Linked DNA regions of Ovis aries: region 1 is linked to region 2. A link is a contact called in public Hi-C data. All regions are on one chromosome and are shown on one strand. Each heading gives the region's core, a stretch centred on a gene start, on an enhancer-like site or on the middle of the called end of the contact. The rest is flanking DNA. Distances are from core to core; before and after follow the strand shown.

Evidence for each region. A called contact is a pair of places that touch in the nucleus more often than the background predicts.
Region 1: a contact with region 2 is called in a Hi-C map of skin fibroblasts, with 1.9 times the contacts expected there. The contact joins the enhancer-like site here to the promoter of ROBO2 in region 2. A contact is called at or near these places in 3 of 16 Hi-C or Micro-C datasets (skin fibroblasts and tail adipose tissue).

What each region holds. Positions count from the first base shown.
Region 1 is chr1:145,460,997-145,465,556 of ARS-UI_Ramb_v3.0, reverse strand. All of the region lies in intron 2 of ROBO2 (roundabout guidance receptor 2), which reads right to left. Among named protein-coding and RNA genes, the nearest start is that of ROBO2, 220 kb to the right of the region's middle. Within about 2 kb of position 1,841, at least 1 of the 54 cell types and tissues checked has an H3K27ac peak or open chromatin away from gene starts, as enhancers often do.
Region 2 is chr1:145,244,311-145,248,442 of ARS-UI_Ramb_v3.0, reverse strand. ROBO2 (roundabout guidance receptor 2) reads right to left here and starts at 2,015. Exons shown (of 26, transcript XM_060416435.1): 1 at 1,003-2,015. The coding sequence starts at 1,063.

The DNA of each region.
Region 1 (4,560 bases), core at 592-3,091, 220 kb before region 2:
TTTTTTTAAAAAAGTCTCATTGTAGTAAACATCAGCTTGAAAGAAAGCAGCAGCAAATGGCAGAGTTTTCTCCTCACCCTAGATGAGAATCAGAAACCCCACTTGTTTGCCACAGTTTCTCTGTAGTCTCCATTGTATTCACACAGCCTCATCCTACGGAGAGTTGAGTTAAATGAGTCAGTATGTTAATTATGTGCTCTGGGAGCACAAAGAAGAAATAAAGAAGTTATTACCTTCCCAAGTTTTTCAGGTAATGAGACCCACTTCTGGAGATATGTGGCATTCTACCAGAATCTATCATGAGAATGAGCTTGGCAGTAAAATGCACAGAACTAATTTTTTAATGAAAATCCTCTACAGATTCTCTGAGTTGAATCCACCTGACAAATGTCACTGGGCAATGTCATTACCAGTTAACCAGCACAGGCCTTTAGAACAGATGGTGGAGCGGTGCCTTTTCATAAGTCAGGCTGGCTAATTTCAGCCACCCCCCCATCCCCTGAAAGTAAAATAAAATAAAATTGGCTCCATGTCACTCAGACATGACAGTACTTTGGATTTCTCCCCCATGATGTTTTTTAGCCTTGAGGCAGATATGACAGGCGCCTTATTAAATTCCAAAAATAAATGTGGAGCAAGGAGGCAGTGCATTCCAATGAGACATCCAACTTGTTAAAATGCAACATGCATAAAACTTGGTTCATTTTATTTTTAGCCATCATCTTCATCATTTTAAATCAAAATGGAAATATAATATTTGTTACCATAATCTAAGTAAAATTAGTACAGAGACCTGTTATTTTTTTTATAAAAATTAGCTATTCATTTGTTCACATGTACTTAAGTTGGAATTTCCCCAAAATATCGCCATCAATATCTAGAAATAGGCTAAGAAGCAAAGAGATTTACCGAAGATTTCTCACTCTATATTTTAGCATCCCCCACACATCTCCTAACATTTCCTTGGACAGATTCAAGGATATTTATGGATCCCTGCCTTTGTGCATGCTGTACATTTTCCTATCTGTATTTTTGTCTCTCAAACTATTACAATCCTACTTGGGTCCAACAGTTTGATTTTCACCATCTTTTCCTGACATCTACCCTCTTTCCTCAAATGATTATAAATAAACACTCCTCCTGATTTCTTATAATATGCGTCTTGTTTGTCTACTTTGCACTCAATTCATTTATTTATTTATTCTGCTTCATGTGTTAAAATAAAGGTCCTCCATTAGAAACATATTTCTTCTCCTAGAAGCTCCTATGTATCCTTACATAACCTATGGCATCTAGCTTGAGGCATGATACATACCAGGGATTCAATAAATGTTAAAAAGAAATGAACAGGACCAACTGCAAACATCATAATGATATAATCACTGTTATTTCTTCATTGTCTTACTATCATGACTCCAAGAAATCTGAACAATTGATCCCAAGAAGCAACCCAATCTTTAAGTCCCAATATGTGTATATTGTGTACTATAAACACAACAGAATTTCTGCGTCTGGTCCTTATCTTCAAAAAGCTTTAAGGCTGAGTGCAGGGACCAGGGGTTTCCCCAGTGGTTCAGCTGTAAAGAATCTGCCTACAATGTAGTAGACACAATTTTGATCCCTGGGTTGGGAAGATCCTCTGGAAGAGGACATGGCAACCCACCCCAGTATTCTTGCCTGGAAAATCCCATGGACAGAGGAGCCTGGTGGGTTACAGTTCGTAAAGTCACAAAGAGTCAGACATGACTGAAGCAACATAGCAAGCATGCACACAAGGACCAGGCTTTGAGACCTCTTGGGATATCTCTGTGACTCACTCCTTACCAGCATTTGCCCCGGGATTAATCATATCTAAAGTATTTTAATGAATCATTTAATATTAAAACATTCCTATCAAGGAGGCAATACTACCCCAGTGTGACATAACAGAAATCAGAGATTCAGAGAATTGAAATTACTTGTGGGAGGTCACCTGCCTGCCAAGAAATGACAATACTGAGGTTCATGGTTGTGTATGTTAATAACAAGATCCATGCACTTCACATGCTTCAATGATTCCACAGTTTCACAAGCATAAATCCATGTCCCAAGGAATCTGAGGAGACTGTACTAGCAAATCCATGATACTGTACCCAGAATATTCAACCCATTTTACCCAGGTGATTTTTTCCTAACCTCTAAGGAAGGGACCCAGTTTCCACGCCCAGGTCCAGGGAGCTCTGATAGGACCCCCTCCATCTAGACCACTGTGCTCCCATGGATACTTCTAAGGCTTCCCTGGTGCTCAGAATAATCATCACTTTACTTAGTATCAGGGTACAGTTAGCAATCATGACCCAATAATGATTCAAGGTGCTAAAGTTTAGCTTATTTTTACTTCATTCTATTTCTCATGCAAGAAACAAATTAGCATTTTGCAATATGATCAGGTATAATCTGAAATGTTATGCAGACCATCATTATTTCTAGGAAAATATATAAGGTTAACACAAGATCATCAAAACAAGGAGAAGGGAATGACAGATAAGGAGACGGCTGGATGGTATCATTGACTCAATGGATGTAAGTTTGAGCAAACTCTGGGAGACAGTAAAGGGCAGAGGAGCCTGGCGTGCTGAAGTTCACAGGGTTGAAAGGAGTCAAACATGACTCAGCGATTTATCAACAACAAAAATCATAAAGATGGGAGGGGCATTCCTATAACTAAAATCCCTTCAGAGAGCTACTGTTGAAACATCCCAGGTCAGAAAGTTGACTAAGACAGGTTACAGCAGGTATTAGGGATCTAACTCTCTTCCTTTTTATCTTTCTATCTATCATCTCTCTCTTTCTATCTCTATAGTATTTTCCTTTGTCTTCCCTTGTTTGATTTCTTTAATTTAGTTAATTTCAAACCAGGTAATATCCTCAAATATTAAGGCACACTCTAATAGGCCATATATAACCTTCCACATTGAAGATCATATACAATTTGAAGGTCCTTCCTTACATATAAAATGAAGGCAAACCATAAAGATACTATCAGCCACTTTTTCCTCTTCCTTCAATGTGACTCTACATGTTCGACTACTTCCTTCTGTTCTCTTGTCTACATTTCTCCCTTTTCTGTTGAAGTTCAAGAAAGCTGTCTTAAGGGAGAACATTTGCTGTTTATACCACCCTCTTGTAAACAAGTCATGTCACTGTTGTCATGATGTTGTATTTATAATAGAGCTGGATGCAAAAGAAACTTCAACACACTAGAGAAAGTATTTTCAGTAGACTTCAATAGAGAGTATATTCTGTGTAACAATAGCATAAGCTAAGTGTCTGCTTTTCCACTAAATACCTTCCTACACCTTAGATTTAAGGTGCTTTATCTAAATAATCATGTTTCCTTTTCAAAGTCAGAGATGTGAAAGAAGACTCCATCCCACACACAAAAAAAGAAATTTTGCTTGCCAAAACTTTGGTTAGAAAACAAAGCCTTAGAGGAAAGAACCTCAATAGGGAAGAATATTGCTATCTCTTCAGTTATATGCCATGTTTTGCCTTTTGGTAACACTTTAACTTTTTAGAATCTATTATTTCTTCTCCTGACACAAATATAAATGCATCCAATCTTACTTGAAATGTGTGAATCTTTAACACTAACAACTGCTGCCAACTGCAATCCATAAGGCAATACATATTTCAGAATGTGAGTCTTCTCTTAGCATAAAAGTAAATCAAGATAAGTTGTTAAAAAAGCTTATTTCTCCCATGTTAACAAAATATCTACAAAGCAGATCACAGAATTGAGCTTGGTAAATGTCTGCTTATTACCAAATTTCCTGATTAAAAAAAAAAAAAAGACTGTTGTAAAGTCACTAAAATGGGCAAAGAGTCTGACTTTCAATTCCTTATGACTTGGTATTTTAGATTCCAATCACATAAAGCAAAGGCCTATACAAATGGGTGATCTATTTGTGATACTTAATTTGCTTCCTGGTATTGAAGAATAATACTGCAGTTGTGGAAAGCCCCGAATTAGAGGTCAGAAGGTTTATATACTAGCTTAGCCACTATTTATTTCCTGTGTAAGCCTGCCACTTGACTTAACTTGTCCGTACCCTAATTTTCTGCTCTGTCATTTGGGATCCATAATAATTTACTATTATAATTTACTATTCTTATCAACAGCAAATGGATGGTGATTATTGTTTTTATCTATTAATACACTTAGTGCCAGATAAATGAACTACAGAAAGGCATAAGTGTAAAGTTGTATTGAAAATAGTGTTGTCATTAAGTAACAAACTGAATGTGGAAGAAACAAGAAAATAAGAAAATAACATTCGTCTGTTTTCTTATGATGATTATTTCAATTTTGGATTTGTATACTTTATGGTTTGACTCAAAACTAGAAGTAGAAATATGAGATTATTACTCTGTGAGTACCCTTCCAAAAAAACATATAATTTTCACAAAGACTTTTATTTCACCAGACTAAGTGGTCATGTATGGATGTGAGAGTTGGACTGTGAAGAAAGCTAAGCACTGACGAATTGATGCTTTTGAACTGTGGTGTTGGAGAAGACT
Region 2 (4,132 bases), core at 766-3,265:
CCTCAGATTTTTCATACGTACAGTCATTAAAGACCTAAAGTATGACAATCCACACAGGCAGGCAAAAAATATCATGCTCTAATCTCTTTTAGATCAATTCTGTCCAGGGATGTGAAAATTGAAGTCCCTAGAAGGTGAACACCAATTGTTCTTTTGACATTCTTCTTTGGAACAAACAGAAAAACTGCCTTAATGATTACTTCCACTCCTCATTCAAAAGAGCTACAAAAAAGGATTTTGCAATCCTCCCACAGGAAACTGACATCCTGTGAAACTATCTGAAGAAACCAAATCCGAACAAAAGACAGGAGAAGCAGAGAGAGAGAATGCTGTCTGCTTGACAGACTGACTTAACCTAGAGGGAGACACCTAGAGCACCTGTTTCAGATCCCCATTGTGTCTGCCACTGGGGACTGATTTGAGTGTTCTGAGCCCCAGGGCCAGCCCACAGCTTCTGCTTCCCCCTTCCTGGAGCCTCGCCCAGTCTTACTTTTGACAGTTTTTTCCCTATGATCTAAATCTTCATTCTGCTATCCTCCCAGGAGAACACTCATCAACACACAGGTGATAACACATTGATTCGAGTTACCTGTGTCTCAAATTCCTAACCCACTGAACCTTCATGGGGTGTCTATGACTTACTAAGAATCTCTAAACCAAAGTTCAGATAGAAGAACCAACCAACCCCAAAGGGAGAGCAAGCCTCAGACTATTAGACTGGTTAAAGAGACTGACTTTCATATTTCTTTTTTCTATCAAAACTGAGAGCCCATCATTTATTACCCAACTCTTAATTAATTAATTACAACAATAGGTGAGTCCTAACACGTTCCACTTGCAGCGGTTTAGAAACAAAAGACTTAAAACCTCTGCTCCCCCAAAGCTCCCATGCCTGGCCAAAAGGGACCGACAGATACAATGTCATTTTTATTTACAGCCCAGATCCGACTCAGAGAAATGTTTCTAGGGGGTGAGGAACAAGATAAAAGCATTTTAACTTACCATCAACCCGAACATATAAAAATCCACAGAGCAGTAGTTGTGTAAACATCAGCCGACTCATTTTGACATATTAAAAAGGATCCGGATTGCTTAAGAAACCAATCCCAGAGAGCAAAAAGTACAAAAATAAGTATCAAAAAAAGAGGTAGGTCCAAAGTTTAGACTCTTCGTAGATGCTAATTAAAGTCGAGAAGAGCAAATGGCAAGATCAGAAGGGGAGAGTGGCGAGGTGTTGAGGGGCGCACATTTGGATCCATCCAAATTAACCGAGGGCGCGTCAAAGGCTGCTGTATTTCCACACTCTGGCTTCCTAAATTCCCACGAATTCAGCCCAGCCGGAGGGGTTATTCAAGTGTGTCTAACCCGCTCTCCTCAGGCTCCATGGCACTCCAAAGCCAAGTTCTTTCTTCAGAAGTCAAGAAGATGAAGGGGGGTCGGGGAAGGGAAAAGACCTAATTCCTAGAAAGTGTTGCACAAACTTGCCAGCGCGCTGCCGAAAAAAAACATTGGCTTGCCCACTGGTTTCCTTTCCCCCGGCGTCCGTCTCGGTGGCCGCTCCACGTCCCGAGTTTTTTCACTTAACTTCCATAATAAGGATGTGTCAGAGCACCACTTTGCAGGCGGGCCGACTTGGCCAGCCTCTCCTCCGCCACCTCGTTGCCTCCCTCCACCTCTCGCGTCTCCAAAAGAGAGGCAAAGGGAAATCGAGACGAGTCGGGTGGAGAATCCGAACTCCTACGTGGTGGGGCTGCAGGGAGAGAGGAGAGGAAGCAGCGAGGGAGGGGAGGGGCAGGGCTGGGGCTGCGGCCACCCCGCGCGGTGCCGCCTCCGAGCGCCCGCGAGCCCGGGCGGCGGCGGGCGGGAGCGGAGCGGGGCGGGTGAGTCCCGGGAGCCCAGGCGCGGGAGAGCGAGGGAGCGAGCGCGCGGTCCAGCCGCCCGTCCCCTGGTCCGGCCTCCGCTACTCCCGCGGCCCCGCAGCAGAGCGTCCGCCTCCTCCTGCAGCTGCCGCGGGTGGAAGGACTTAGAGGAGGGAAGGCGAGGAGGCGGGAGGGGAGGGGAGGAATGAAAGCTGCTTGGAGTCTGCCCGGGGGAGGGGAGGGAGCGCGGGTGATGAGGGGGTGCTCCGAGCCTGCACCTCCACGCTCTGCCACCCGCCTGCACAGGGGGACGGCCGCCCGCTGGGCAAAAGGGCCAGGGAAAGCTGGGAAGCCCAGAGTCCTAGCGGGACGGAAATTAACAAATTCGGAGCCGAGGCCACCGGTCCACTCCTTCCCCTTCCCTGCGCCGCCCCGTCCCCACCTCCTTCCCGCCTCAGGAGGGGATAGGTGGGCTCTAGCCTCCTGCTCCTCGCCGCGTCCGGTTTAATGGGCAGGTAATTTTCTCGGTGAGTGATTTCATGGAAGCGCTTCCTAATTATTCATCCCTCCAGACTGCCGGAGATGCACGCGCTTTCTGGAAAAAGATCATCCTCCCGGACCTAGGGCGCAGCCTCATTACCGGTTAAAATCACACAAACATTCACTGTTCACCTTTTAGCAGAATGAGAAGCTGAGCGGGAGGGAAGAAAGGAAAGGTAACAATATAACCACCTTTTGGAGCGGAAAGGTTGTGTGGGGTGCTCTCTCCGTCATTAAAAAGGCGCAAGAAAGAATCCGGGTGTGGGGCGAGTGGGGGTCGACAGAAATCTCTAGTCTCTCCTGACCTGTTTTAGCCAAGATCTACGACCCCCTGAGGAATGCCCGGGGGAGGGGGAAGGGTGATATCCCCTCTTCTGTTTGTTACTCAGTTGCTTTATGTCCCCTCAAAGATGAGTTTGACGTGGGATGGAGGGATGCTAGGGAGTTCAGCAGAAAACGCCTGGGATGGAGAGAAGAGGGGATCAGCGGGACGGGGGAGGTACCCGAAGTCCTCACCCTCCAGAGAGTAGTATCTCTGAAAGGAAATTCGGAAAATACAGCATCAGGGAAAGCTGAAAACCCAACTGAGCTAACGAAGCTCAAAAACAGTCAAATTCCAGCTCAGAGATGAGAAAATCCTGAAAATGAAGGTAGAAACCACCAACTGAATGCCATTCAGGACCGGAATGATTAAGGCAGGCCACGTTAGATCAAAGAGGCCCTAGTGTCTGCGGAGCCGCCGGTGTGGCCGTGTGGGCCGGCCCACGTGTGATCAGAGGCTCGCTGGTAAGCTGTTTGATGCTTGTTCCGATGATTACAAGGCGGGTTATACGAACTCACGCAGGTTCCCGAGGCGAGTTAAAAGCTGGATGGTGAATCTTTAGTTCCCTCTACTGGAAAACGTTAGCAAAGATTCTGTCTGTGGCCTTGTGAAGCAGTTTGAAGAAGAGCCTTTGTTTGGTGGTACATTTTGGGTTTGCCACTCAGGTTAGCTCTCCCTTACCTATTACGGATGTGAAAGTATGTGTTTCCAAAAAAAAAAAAAAAAAAAAAAACCAGTGACACTCAAGTAATTTGGAGAGTTTTTATGGCATCTCTGCATGCTTGACAATTATGGTAATGAAATAGTCTTGCAAAAGAATAAAACAAGCCACTTTTCTTGTGAAGCATTAAGAGTAATTTCAGCACACTTTTGATATACATTATTTGGTTGCTTTTTTTTTTTTAAAGTGCATTAGTGTGCTTAAGTTAAATAACTTGAATTTTCACAGTGATGATTCTGAATGTATTATTCTTTTACCTCTCTATGAAAAAAAAAAAAAAAAGGGTGGGGATGGGAGAGGAAAACTAGACAAGTTAGCATGCTTTATTTTTCCCCAAAGGGCCAAGTCTAACTTAAATGATATGGTCATGGGAATCCTCAGAATTCACTGGATTAATATTTCTCTTGTCTATTGTTAATATTTCCAAATAATTGATAGCTTTGAATTTTTCATTTTAAACATTCTAACTAGATTTAAAGTCAGGAATTAAAAAGTCTACTTCATTCCTCCAAATAATGTGCCGCCGCCACCACCACCCATCCCCAATCTCTATCAGAAAGGAGTCAAATTTCCTTTCTGTTATTGTTTAGTTGCTAAGTCCAACTCTTGTGACTCCATGTACAGTAGCCTGCCAGGCTCTGTGCATGGGATTCTCCAGGCAAGAATACTGGAGTGAATTGCCATTTCCTT